2 separate regions of the Mus musculus genome follow, and region 1 is linked to region 2. A link is a contact called in public HiChIP or PLAC-seq data. All regions are on one chromosome and are shown on one strand. The core of a region is the stretch at or near the end of the contact, and the rest is flanking DNA. Distances in the headings are between cores, read along the strand shown. Region 1 has its middle 4.3 kb from the start of Gm33459. Region 2 overlaps Wdr72 (WD repeat domain 72).

Region 1 (6,289 bases), core at 2,708-5,207, 250 kb before region 2:
TTACCCACAATGCATTTTAAATTAAAGCTGCTGTCATTAGGTGACTCGGTAGCCCTAGGCCAAGCTGGATCAGTTTCTGCCAGCTGGAAATGGGAACTCACTCTGATAGCCTTTGCTAACATGCTTAGTGAGGACACTGTGTTAGAATTATCATCCACATGAAAGTGAACTAGGCTTGGAGATGATGCCTTGTTGTGATATCACCTGCATCACCGATTCCTTCCCTTAGCAAGAAAAATCAGGTGGCAATGTGCCCAGGAATGCATAGGGAATATGTAAAGAAACATATTTCTTAGTATTGACTGAAAATGAATGACAGAATGTGATAGTCTGTAATGAAACCTCTTCTTTGATGTCTTTTCTGTATTTTGCCTTATACCTGTTCCTTTCTTTCTGGGCAGCACTGTGGAGAGAAAGTATGTGTACTTTGGAAGCAGAAAGATTATACAAATGTTTAAAGTCCAGAACTCAACTATAATTACCTTGCCATTTATTTTCTAGAAAGAGTGATTTCTATATTATGGTTTTCATACATGAAAATCAGCAAATACTTATGCATACCATTACATCTTACTATGTACATATCATACACGTATGAAGACAAAATATCATCTGGAATCAATAGCATAAAAGGCTTACGTACCAAATTTATTAATTGTTTTATTGCTTCTACAGAGTCTCAAGGATGCATACTAAAAAGTTTTTCCATCATGATTAAAATAGATATTTGACAATTGTACTATATTTTATTTTTCAGTGAGGAGCGTGGTACAACAAAGTTCTCACTGACTTTATATTTTTAATGGCAGTAGAAGTCCTTAATGTAACAAGCATCCAATTAGCTGTGGGAAGTCAGAGACTTTTGTTACTGTGTTTCTGTGGCTTTCAGTCTTTTGCTTCCAAGAATACAGCTTAAGTGTCACACTCCCTTTCTTAGGGTTTCAGGTGGCATCTTCTCTGTCCATGGTCCTGACATGGTCCTGCCAGCCTCAAGAGCAGCTATCAAGGCAGGACATTTGCCCGTCCGTCTCCTTGAGTATGGCTTAGGTGATGGGTCGTGTATCTTTGACATCATTCCTTTCGATATATCTTGGAATACCTACTAACTTGACTTAAACTGCAATTAGAAAGGTACTATGTGCCATACAATATTAGATAGAGACACAATCTAGAAATTTAGTTATTTTAAAGCAAGCATACTTTATTTAAGGCTCTTGGATGCTAAAAGTGAATGTACTCACAGAACTCTTAGGCACAGGGCATTTCAAATACGTTCATGAGTTCCCTCAATGACACATAGGAACTATACACTACCCACAAAAACACACAAGGCATTTGAGCTTTGCCTAGAGAATTTACCTTGATGCCTTGAATAATCCAACCAGAGACAATACTTCCTTTTATATCAGTAATGAGAGACTCTACTTACCTGAAACCTATCTTATGCTCATCCAGCGATACAGAACCGGTAAAATGGATGAATCACCAGGTCCTCCTGGTTGCTTGGGTCTGGCAGCTTAAATACTTAAGTGCATAGCAACCGTAGTGAATAACATATCAAAACAAACATCTTGGAGTGCAGTGGGGTGAGGAGGGTGTGTGGGGTCAGTTGGCGAATGGGGGTTAATTTCTGCTCAGTCGGGTGAGGTGCAAATGCATCAACTTTGCTGGAAAATCGCTCCAATTGTGGCCGAATGCTCTAGTTTCCTGCAGGATACGAGCAGCCTATTATTTCACGTTTTAAAAGGCTTGTTCAAGTCTAACCATTTGGATGGGAATCAATACAGTGGAGGATAGGGACAAACATCAGAGAACACACACACAATCACCCAGGCCAGGTTGGTGTGGTCATAATCCTTCCGGAAACCCAGGAGGAGCAAAGCTTCTTTTGGTTTCCTGATACCAGAGCTCAGATGGCTCACTTCAGTCTTATAGGTCTCATAGAGGACTGTCAACTAAGAGGTCAGTTCAAGGAAGAAGCTAGAGTGGTCAGTCCTTTGAATACCTGACTTTTCTTTAAGTTTCTCTTTTACTTTATTATTTATTGTGGGTTAGTGGGTGGGTGGTAGTGCATGTATGGAGGTTAGAGGACAACTTGAAGGAGCAGGTTCTCTTCTTCCAAGACAGGGTTTCCAGGGACCAAACTCATGTTATTTGGCTTGGCCGCAAATACACTTTCTCATTGAACCATCATGACAACCTGACACCTATTTTAAAGTCATAGCTGAAATAAATCATCCAAGAGAAAAACAAAGCCATTCCTTGGTGAGGTTGGGCCAGCCAGGATAACTGCTTGACAAAGGCAACTGTTACGCACACCCTCACAAGTAGTGCAGGCTATCAGTCAAGGCTCATCAAATGTGTCAAAGTGCCCTGACTCTTCTGATTAGTACATGACATGGAGATGTAAACGAGTGAGGACGCTTTTCTCACAATGGCTTCTGAAAGGGACTTCTAGGAGCCATATTTGTGAATTTACTTATAACAAGTCATCTTTAGTTTGGGGATATGTTTACTTATAATCATGGCACAGACAAAAATGGGAACCTTTCTTTTGATGCCTATACGAGTGCCAGTGTATTGCTGAGACTTCACTTGGTCAGGTAAGTTGCTGAATAACTTCACTTAAAAGAGAGATTGATGGCAGGCAAGTTTTCTTTAAATGATATGAGAGGCCCCACAGTGATTTTTTCTAATCTGTTCAGGTTGTTCCAAAGAGCCGAGCATTCAGTGACAACTGAAACTGTGATTATTTTGTGTTATGGTCTTGCCACATATTTACCTTGTTTCCCTCTTTATGTGTAAAAATCCCACCTGCATTTTCAGTGCTGTGACAGCACCAGAGGTGACAGTCCCCATCTGAGCTGATTAGTGAGCACTAGGTCCCCTCATTGTACAGTTTGGTGTGTTGTTGCGTTTTGGTCCTGTGAGGTTGTGTGGACTTGCATGCTAAAGCCTTGCTACACACATCCATCCTCTGGCTCATTTAAAAACGAGTTAAGGGGCAATGGGGATCTTTGTTCAGTCCTACCAAGAATTCCACCCTCCAGTCAAAGTCCCAAAGAAAGCAGTCTAGAGAAGCCAAGACTTAGGACAATTGCGAAAGAAGAATCCTGGCCGTTTGCCTCAAAACATCTATGAACATACATACTCATAGTTTATGCTGGGAAAGAAGACAGGCAGGTTATCACTAGTGATTCCTAGGAGCATCTTTGAGGGGAAGCCGCTCACTTTTGAAATTTTAATCTGAATTTCTTTAGAAAGAAAGAACCTAAACAAAACTGGCTCATGAAGTGTTTGCTTGTGCTCTAGGGTGGAGAGGTGACTAATGAGAAGGGCTGTTTATGTCTGAAGAAAAGCTGTGAGGTTTTGATAAACTCCAGGAGTAGTTGGGCAGCAGATAATAAGTTAAAAGGAGGTAAATTATTAATTTTTTGGTGGATTATCTGAAACATCCGAAAGGAATATACAGGACACAGTGAGTAAGACTGGCATTTTAAATATCTAGAGTTGCCAACTCTTTGGTCCAGTGCACTTAAAAGCATTAAAATGTATAATTTCACCAGAAATCACCTACAGTAATTGTATAAGTTAATTTAAGATTGTTTTGAAGAACTGACCATCCTCATCTTCTTCTCTTGGAGAGGACTTTGCACTTTAGACAGCTCCATTATTTTTCCTCAAGCAAATCAGTAGATATTATATTCCTGTAGGAAACATTTTGAATCATCTTTACTTTGTGATGTAAAAACAAGCCCTCAATTGATCCAGGCTCCCCCACCCTGCCCCAGTCTCTTCCTGGGCTTCATGTCTCCTAAACCACCTGCTAATCATAGCATTTGCTTATTTGAGTCCTTTTTAGTCTCTTCTAGGGATGACAGTACCAGCTCCTTTGCAGTGGCCATGTGGTCAGGCCCCCACCCAGGCTAGCAGGCTGCCACTGTGTCTGTCGCAGGGGTCTGCATTGTTCTCTGGCCTCTGCTGTCCATGAACAATTCTTTCTTGCCTAATCCCGGGGGACCTGCTTCTTCCACAGTGGGGGCGGGGCAGGCTGCTTTGTGTGCAGCAGAATCTTCTCTGAAATTGTGCACACATGCAAACATACACAGAAGAGCCTAGTCTTTCTGGATGAGGGAGGCAGTGTGTTTATATGTGGGCATGCTCATATGTCAGTGCACGTGCGTGTGTGCGTGCGTGCGTGTGTGTGTGTGTGTGTGTGTGTGTGTGCACACGCGTACACACAAACATTCTTTAATATTAGCAGTGACATCTAAACTGCTTGGTTTTAACACACACACACACACACACACACACACACACACACACACACACGCACACACTTTAATATTAACAGCAACAACTAACCTGCTTGGTTTCATACCTACAGAACTGTTTTAAATGCTTGGTCAGCAGGTATCTTAAAGCATTTTTTTCATACAGTATATTCTGATTATGCGCTTTCCTTCCCTCAACTCCTCCCAGATCCTCTCTGCTTCCCTTCCCATCCAAGTTTGTTCTCTTTCTCTCTCTCTTAAAAAAAAGAAAAAAACCTGCCATAAAAACAAAAATGATTATCAAAGCAAACAAGAAAAAAAGACAAATAAGACAAAAATAATATGCCCAAAGAGAACAAAATGATACAAAAATTCACAAAAACATTCCACAGAGTTCGTTTTGTGTTGTTGGTCAACTACTCCTGGGTATGGGGCCCAGCCTGGCCTGGAAGTGGTTGAGAAAACCTGATTTTTCCTATTGCAGGTGGGTATCGATTGCAAATAGCTTCTTGGTTAGGGGTAGGACCTGATGTCATTTTCCCTTCTCAGTGCTGGGACTCCATCTGGCTTGAACTTGTGCAGGTCTTCTGTGTGGTCAGCAACGATGTTCAACTCACATAGTACTATCCCCCCATGTCAACCATTAGAGTTTCCTTGGCCTCATTTGAAAATTGTAATTCTTTTCATGCCAGGCATGACAGTGTCTAAGACTTCACTTACCAGCTGCCTGAAGCCTGCTGTCCCCTGAACTGGACTCAGTAAGGGATTTTGGAGAGAGACGAGACAGAGGAGCGGTCTTCCTGACCCACAGCGATTGGATTTGAGGGACTGATTATTCTGCTTAGTAGCTATGCTTTGCTGGGAGCCTCCCTCAGCTGCAGAGCAGATACAATGCCCCCGATTTCCACACGAGGACCTTTGCTAAGGCATACAGTACTTCGCTGCTATGGATTTATCACATAGCTGTGTTACAGGGCAAAGGAGAGCAGGGATAAAAGTGGGCCCTTGCAAACAGCCGTTTCAATCAGGAGACGGTGGTAATCTGTAACCATTAGAGCTTACCATATGCCAGGAAAAGAGAGAGACATATATTCGGGACTTTGAGGGCAGATTCAAAAACAAAACCAATTTTCTAGGGAAGCAGAGAGGAAATTGTCCAATGGACATATTTTGAAAATATTTGTGTGGATCACTAAGCAGGAAGGTTTTGTAAACTCTTCTTTACAAGTGTCGCGGCTTTCCCTCACAATGCTTAAGAAAATTGAACCAAAACACCCATCTGCTGCAAATTCACTGTTGTTTTGCTGGAAACAACTACTACACTCACGCTGCTGAGCACGGCGAGAGCGCCCCCTAGGCGTGGCAGTGGAGCACTGCGGCAGGAGGATCTTCAGAAAGAGAACCCGTTTCCTTAGGTTTAGCTGCAGATCTCTGGTTAGACCGAATGATTGACAAAAGTTGCCTTTTGTTTAGGTATTTTCACATAGGCATCTCTTGGTACTTTTCCTTGTCTGCTCACCAGAAAAGCTCTATGTAGAATGACCCTGAAATCCAAAACTTACTCTAAGCACGCTTTCTCCCAGGTAGCCTGGTGGTGCTTGGATTAAGGGTTTAGTGCATGCTGGTTTGTCCTGTTAGCCTCTGGAATTTTACTTTTCCCTCATTTATCTTGGAGCAAGAGTCCCATGCGTGACGTCTTCTTGGTTAAGGTCTTGGGTGGAGACCTCTTTAGACTTCCAGTCAAAGCCTCCAACGTGTATCTGGAACGGGATACTGAATCTAGAGACGTAATGCTTCACTTTTCATCCTGGCTGTCTTGCCCTAATTGCTGTGTGACTCTGGGTAAATTACCCCATGTCTCTGAGCTTCAGATTTATTTCTGTATAAAAGAAAGAGAATCCATCAGGTATTCCTGATGATTATGTCCAGTTGTAAAGTATGGATAGAACCTTAATATTGAAAACTGTTTTTAAAGATTTCCAACTGGGAAGTAGAATATTTCATAGTATTCTTGA
Region 2 (6,954 bases), core at 3,717-6,216:
TGAAAGATATATTTTCATCTACTTTGAAGGCATTACAGTTTTTTGATATTCATCATTAGATCCATATTCACATTCATCCAGCTCAATAATTAATTGCAAGTCCCAAAGCTTACAGGGCAAGTCAGCTTAAAGATGTATTTCTCATTTTGAAGCTCTCTTTCCCCCTGACTGCCGCATTTCAACAAGGATCTCAGGCTGTTGCTTAGAAAATTAGAATTAAAATTTTATGAAATTATATGAACTACACACACACATACATATGTGTACATACATGTATATATCATATATCTTTAATTCCATCTTTCTATGAGTTAGGGCATATTTCTATTCATTTAAATATACTTTAAAAATCTTTCATGATTTTTTTTATAAGTTAGACAGTCAATAAAAAAATCACAACACAAAATTCAGATCCCTTTAACAGGTGAGCACTTTCCATCCATTTCTGTTGATACTGCTTTGCATATTTTAGTTTAGAATTCCCAGTAGTCCAGCTTCTTTCTGGGAAAAGAACTGCAGATGTTTATTCTAACAAAGGATGAGCCCTGCTGTGTTGCAAGTAGGATCCCCTCCCCCAGGTCTATGAGGCTAATAAGATTTAATTAAAGACATTCTCCATTGTGTCATTAGAGCTCCATGCTGATTGGATCTCACAAGGCTAGCTACTGTGTCAAAGATTGACTAAAGGACATTTCATGTTTAAGGATGAGACGTGCAGGACCTGGTCTGAATTGAAGCACCCACTAAAACAATATGTCCTAACTCAACATGGCAAAGTCGGTAACGTTTTGGGTTAAATACCTTGAAGCAACAGTGAATTGAGAGTCCTGTGAATTCCTTTGGCTCTTGCAGTTCAGGAGCTGAGAAGATGAACATCTGAAATGGTGTTAAATCTATGCCTGTGGGCTGGCGTTCTTTGTTGCAAATATTGACAGAAAATAAGGAGGAGGAAGGAGACTCGCTTAGGCAATCATTGCCTTGAATTAGGACTTGGATATCCTCAATCAGTGGTAACATTTTTAATAGACTTTGGCTGACATATTAGCGAATCTGCTACAGACCAATGACAATGTTGCTTTTATTTGATGGTAAAGAGATAGTGTGTGCTGTGCTTCTCTGTTAGTTCAGATTGAATTCCTTTTTCGGGACTCCATCTATCTAGCACATCCTGCAGGAGCACACCTTCGCTATCCATGGACGATGCCTTGGCTGACCTAGAAAGAAAGCAGTTATCTGGGTTAGTCGGTGCAGTATAGAAACAAGAAGAAAAGAAAGAAGGAGGAGAGGGAGGGAAGGGGAAAAGGAGGAAGGAGAATATTGCCTGTGATTTCTGCACTTCTTTCACCCTGAGGTAAAGTGCATTATATGATAAACAATATCCCTGTCTTATTAAGCAGGTATATACATTTTAATCCCGTATATTATTACCATTCATTTTTAATTGCCCCAATAACAAAATCTTCCAAAATGATGAATTTGGCTTTTAATAGGCAAATTCTCCCACATTTTAGGCAGCTTAATTGTTTTTAGACCAATCTACAACCACAGTTTCAGTGCCAGTCTTTATAAATATTTGCTGAAGTATGGATTACATTGCAGAATCAGAATATGTCTTAAGCATTTCGGTAGTTATCTGTGTAGGCTAACAAAAATGAGAGAATAATAAATATAAATTGATTTGACTATTTAAAAGGAGGAGCCTTGTGCTTGAATTAACTATATTTTTTGTATTATTCATGCAACCCCAAAGTAGTAGCCCTCACTCTTCCTGGCAAAATTTTAAAAAGTACGCTCTTAATTTTAATGAATATTGTTTTGTGTATGTGTGTGTCTGTGTGTGTTTTCCTGTGAATCTGTGTGTTATGTTGCTTTAAAATGAATTATGCTGATGTTTACATTTTCTCTTTGTGTAAATTAATTAAAACATTGGTATTGCGAAACAAAACCAGCAGGAACTTATTACTTTATTATTGACATTGTTCTTCCTTTTCCTAGAACAGGTTTCGGCCCCAGCCGTAAGCCTGCGTTAGGTGGCCATGATTGATGCTCAGCTCCCACCGTCCACAGTTTCTGCCCCATGCATCATCATCAGGCCCCTCCAACACGACCGTCCCGAAGCTGTCCTACTTTCTGATTCCTGGTTTTTGCTGGTGATTCATGAGACAGAACAGTAAAAGGGAAAAAAAAATCTCACCTTGGCTTTTCACAATGTATTACTCTCTGTGAGAATTCTAGTTTTGTTCATCAGATTCATGCAAATGTAATATTGATTGACAGTGATGCATATAGATCCACATGCACCACGTGCTACATAGAAAGCACTAAAATGTTCTATTAACGGCAGAACACACACTGATTATAAACTACTTTGAAACTGAAGTGAAAAGTTAATAAAGACATTTTATTTTTTTTGTTTGACTTCCAAACTCTTTCTTGTCCTCCATTTTCTGCTGACACTACCTGTATGTAGATGTGTTGTGTGCACACATTTATGTGCGTGGGGCCAGAGATTAATGTTGGTCATCTTACTTTATCATTCTCTAAGTTACTTTTGAAGACAGGGCTTCTCACTATACCTGGAGTCTGATTCTGTTAGACTGGCAGGGCAGCCTGATGTACGGATTCCCCTGTCTCTCCCTCCTCAGAAATAGACTTTATTTTTGTTTGTTTGTTTTGGTTTGTTTGTTGTTGCTGTTGTTGTTTTCACATAAATACTAAAGATCAAACTCAAATTCTTGTGCTTGCATGGAAAGCACTTACTGACTGGGCCATCATCTCAGTCCCTGAAGTTATTTTTAAGTGCACTGGTCCTAGAACATTAGGAGATTAAATTGTTAATTTTCTAAGCCAAGGTCTCTCATTAACATTGGCATAACAATTGAAAATATTGCTCTGTAATTTTTATCATCATGAGTATTAAATGCAGAGAAAGGGGTCCTTTCTAAGACAGTCTGGAGCACTGAGGTTTATCTAGCCGTTAACTAGATGAACACGAAACCATTTCCGTGAAAGCTTTCAAATTCAGAAGCATCCAGGCCTTAAAGAGCCAGGGAAAGAAAGTCTAATGGTCCTAGGATTGCAGGAAGGGAGCTGCAAGTTTGTGATGCTGTCTTGGAGCTTCTATTACCAGACATCAATGTTATCCCCATAGGTTTCAGGAACATATAAATGCCAGGGAAGGAGTAGGTAGACTTCATAGGGTCGGAGACACAAGCTCAAATGTGGAATTCACCTGTGAGCCAGAACTCACTGCTGATGAATTATTGCAAAGAAACGACATGTCCGAGGGTTACTTTCCCCATCAGACCGGACCTCTAGGTTCACCAGCAAGGTCGAAATAGCAAGAATGCTCTGGTAGACAGGTGCTTCGCCAACCTTAATGGATTCCAGGCACTCACCTGGGTATAAGGCTTGAACCAATAAAGATCAGAATGGCAAGATGGGCAAGGTACAGGCCTCAAGAGAACAGGTGAGCACGCTCTGCAAGGCCTCTGAGCTGTGACCCATATGCAGAGTGGCCCATTTATAAACAGTTCTCTCCGGCCGGCCAGCTCAGGGTTGGAGAGTAGTGTCAGTGGTAAATAAGCCTACAGTCTCTGAACTCCACTTGGGAAGTCAACTGTGTCATTTTATGTAAAATTAAAAAAAAATTTTTTTCCCTTACTCACGGCATTTTAAAGCTAGCAGCACTTAAGATAGTAACTTTAGGTCTGTTCAAAAATATATTTCAGGTTCTCCATGCTACCTTGTCCTTCCTACTTTCTGCCTATGAATGAGGACTGAAGTCAGTGCTGTGTAGCTGTAAAAGCTAGAATGAATGAAGTTTTAGTTTGAAAAGATTTAAAAAAAATAAAGACAGTATTTGGATTGAACAATAGAGGAAGTGGTACTCTTGGTATGGGGAAATCATTTCTGTTTTTCTTTTCTAAATACACTTTAAACATTTAGTCTATTCATTTAAAATGAGGTAATAAATATATTAGTCAGTTAGCATTACATTAAACTACATAAGGTCAATATCCATTACAGCTAGAAGGCTGAGCACACTCAGCTTTGTAACCGGGTGATTCTGCACAACCATGAAGATGTTAAAGGGAATTTCAGATGGAGGGATGGATGACATTGCAGGGGAAAACAGGAATAGTGATGGCACCAGACTTAAGCTCACCCCTTCCCACATGTTATTGTAAGCTTAGCTACTGACACACTTCCCTTATTTAGGGTGGCAAATATCACCACTTCAAAGCTCCTAATTTTGGTGTCTCATGTCAAAGATGGTCAAGCTCTCTCGGGTAAACGCCAACCCATACACAGTACACGGAAGGGTGCACATCACCAGGAAGTTGATCATCATTGTAGGGCTCCTATGCTTGGTGTGACTTCCAACTCTGAAGTTTATCTTTGGGCACTGAAGAATGGATTTTCATAATTTCACAGTTCCAAACCGTCCCTCTGTGCCACCAAATTCCTATAAGGAACACAAAACTTACTCCCTCCCCTTGTTTGTTTCTAAGGCGTTTTGTCTGTCAGATGCTTCTACTCTGAGGAAATCTAATGTCTCATCAAAATCTTTCTCGACAAACAAGCACCTCTGTCAGAAGTGTCTTAATTTCTTATCCCAGAACGTTATCCACACGAAGAGTAATAAATAATTCATGTCACTACCTCTTTGTTGTGTGTCCCTGAACTGCACAGAGCTGGGAGGCTGACAGCTGGGTCAGGACCAGGCACCCAAGATCTGACATGACACACAACTAACAAGTTCCTTTCAGTTTACCCCAAAAGAAGACAACCGGTCCAAAGTGCAGAAAGAAGTCCCGACCCAAAACGAGAGCGCTTCTTTCTTTTCCAAGTGTTTGCTGTGAGCTGCTTTCCGACCCACGAGCCCTGGTCATTTTACAGGACTGCCCAGCCCCCTTTCTTCCTCACACTAGCTTGGCCATTTACGCCTGGCTACGGATCAATATGAGCAATTCTTGGAGAAATACGATGTCTCCATGACAACCAAGCCACAAATTCTCAGTGGAAGGCAGTGAGACCAGTAGCCAACCCTCCAGAGGTTTCTAGGCCTATAAGGGTAAGATGTCTTAAAATGCAAGGATGGACAGAGGAAAAAGCCGGAGCAATTCATTCTTTATTACCAGTTTAATGACACCCGATGTATGGACCGCTACTCTTTTTTTCAGACTCTTCCCCGGCTCCTGTATTTTCTAATTACTCTCACTTTTTTTTTTGACATGTTCTTTTGTTCATAACTGTCAGATGGTAAAAGCCATATCTGAATTTTACCCTCAGTCCACTTGTGTTAAGGCATGGCAGAACATTTGAAATGGCTTTACATTGACGCATCATGCTAAAAACAGCGAGTGCTTAAGTAAACACTGGACTCTAAAGATTTAACTTCCTGACAGAAGGCTTGATGGGAAACAGCTCACCAAGAACTTTAAAAATCTAGTCAGAATTAGACAGTTTCAGTCCAGACTAGAAAGTAATCGTAAGAATAATTTTCAGTATAGACAGCTAACATGGCCATCATCCCTCCTTCTTAAGGTGAAACGAATTGACATTTTCTTTGGAGTGTTATGTCAGGGAGCGGGGCTAATTTGTTCTTTAACAATTTCTGTCATAAAAAGATGCTGTATCTCTGTGCCCTAAGATGCAGAAGAGAAAGCGTTGCTGGAATCGGGCACGCAGCTGCAGCTCATCTTTTGAGGGCTCCTAGTGCAGTGGAGGGGGCCAATACACACTTGCCATTACCACTGGGCCTATTGGGGTTCCAAGATGACTTAGGGGACCTGACATAGATTGCAGGCTACACCTTTCACTGAAAATTAAATCTCAGTATCTCTCCTCCGGGAAGGATCAGGGGACTGTTTGCAGCTGCCCCCCTGTCAGGGAAGGCGACACAATTTGGAAATCTCTTAACTAAGCTGACAGCCTACAGAGAGGATGGATCAAAAATATGATACAAAGATCGGCGCACAAAGATGTCAGAGGGTGGAGGGGACACTGTAGCTACGCAAAACAGGAAAGAAATGTCCAGCCCGGAGAGATAGCTGACTCTTTCAATCATGCTAATAGGTAGATACTAGTGTCTCATAGCTTTTGTGACCCAACAATGTCATTCAGTTTTTAGTAATAATTCCTTTTTTACCCTTTGTAGGGAACTAATCACTGGAATTGGGCATGCTTCAAACCAAAACAGAATAAAAAAAAAATCCCTGTTAAGTTGTTCTGGCTATCTTTTCTTGGTACATTTTTCTATCTTTCCTTTCCACAAAGAGACATAAGCAACTTTGACACAGAGTAAATCTTCCTTCCTGATTAAAGGTTCTTAAACAATTGTCCTCCCACTGTTTGACCATACCCAGCCCTGTTTTGCTAAAGCCCTTTCTCCCAGTCAGAGTTCTGTTTGCACAGGGAAAGGTAAAGAGATTCTAGTGGCCCCGATTTGTTCCTCTCTGCTCTTCATCTCTGCATTTCTGCCTTTCTCTCTCTCTCGTTAGATCTCATTATTTGAAATATTTGAAATGTCAACATTTCTCTACTTTCCAAAGCTTCTGTGTGGATTAAACAGTTTAGCTTAGAATTGATAATGAACTAATGGTGTCAGCTTCCCTTCGCCATCATAACGTCTTTGTACTTTGTCCAACTGAATTCTTGATGAAAGAGGAAAAGATAACAGCCCCACACTGTGACCTCCTGGGGGGGGGGTGTTAATTTGAGAGTGCAGCTGCTAAGAGCCAGCAGCTTCCAGTGTCCTCCCCCACACCCTCTCAAGGACCCCAAAGCTGTGTCAAATTTATCATTTTATACTTGACTATGTTTAAATGGCTTCCACCTGCACTCTCCGACTCTTCCAAGACACATCTGTCAAGAATGTCCTCTGTATCTTGGAAGTTTGCCGAGTTCAAGTCGTTGCCATGCTTGACCGGACTGACTGAAGCTGTTAAA

The links. HiChIP or PLAC-seq counts read pairs in DNA pulled down with a chosen protein or histone mark.
Region 1: a contact with region 2 is called in an H3K4me3 HiChIP or PLAC-seq map of embryonic midbrain, with 6 times the contacts expected there. The contact joins two enhancer-like sites. A contact is called at or near these places in 1 of 39 promoter capture datasets (hippocampal neurons), 13 of 484 Hi-C or Micro-C datasets (the AML12 cell line, the N1E-115 cell line, cerebral cortex and 3 more) and 1 of 115 datasets of contacts at active chromatin or transcription factors (embryonic midbrain).

The regions. Positions count from the first base shown.
Region 1 is chr9:74,529,844-74,536,132 of GRCm38.p6, reverse strand. No RefSeq gene overlaps it. Among named protein-coding and RNA genes, the nearest start is that of Gm33459, 4.3 kb to the right of the region's middle. Within about 2 kb of position 3,957, at least 4 of the 459 cell types and tissues checked have an H3K27ac peak or open chromatin away from gene starts, as enhancers often do.
Region 2 is chr9:74,275,928-74,282,881 of GRCm38.p6, reverse strand. Wdr72 (WD repeat domain 72) reads right to left here. Exons shown (of 20, transcript NM_001033500.3): 19 at 6,842-6,946; 20 at 1-1,214. The coding sequence ends at 1,159. Among named protein-coding and RNA genes, the nearest start is that of Wdr72, 170 kb to the right of the region's middle. Within about 2 kb of position 4,966, at least 21 of the 459 cell types and tissues checked have an H3K27ac peak or open chromatin away from gene starts, as enhancers often do.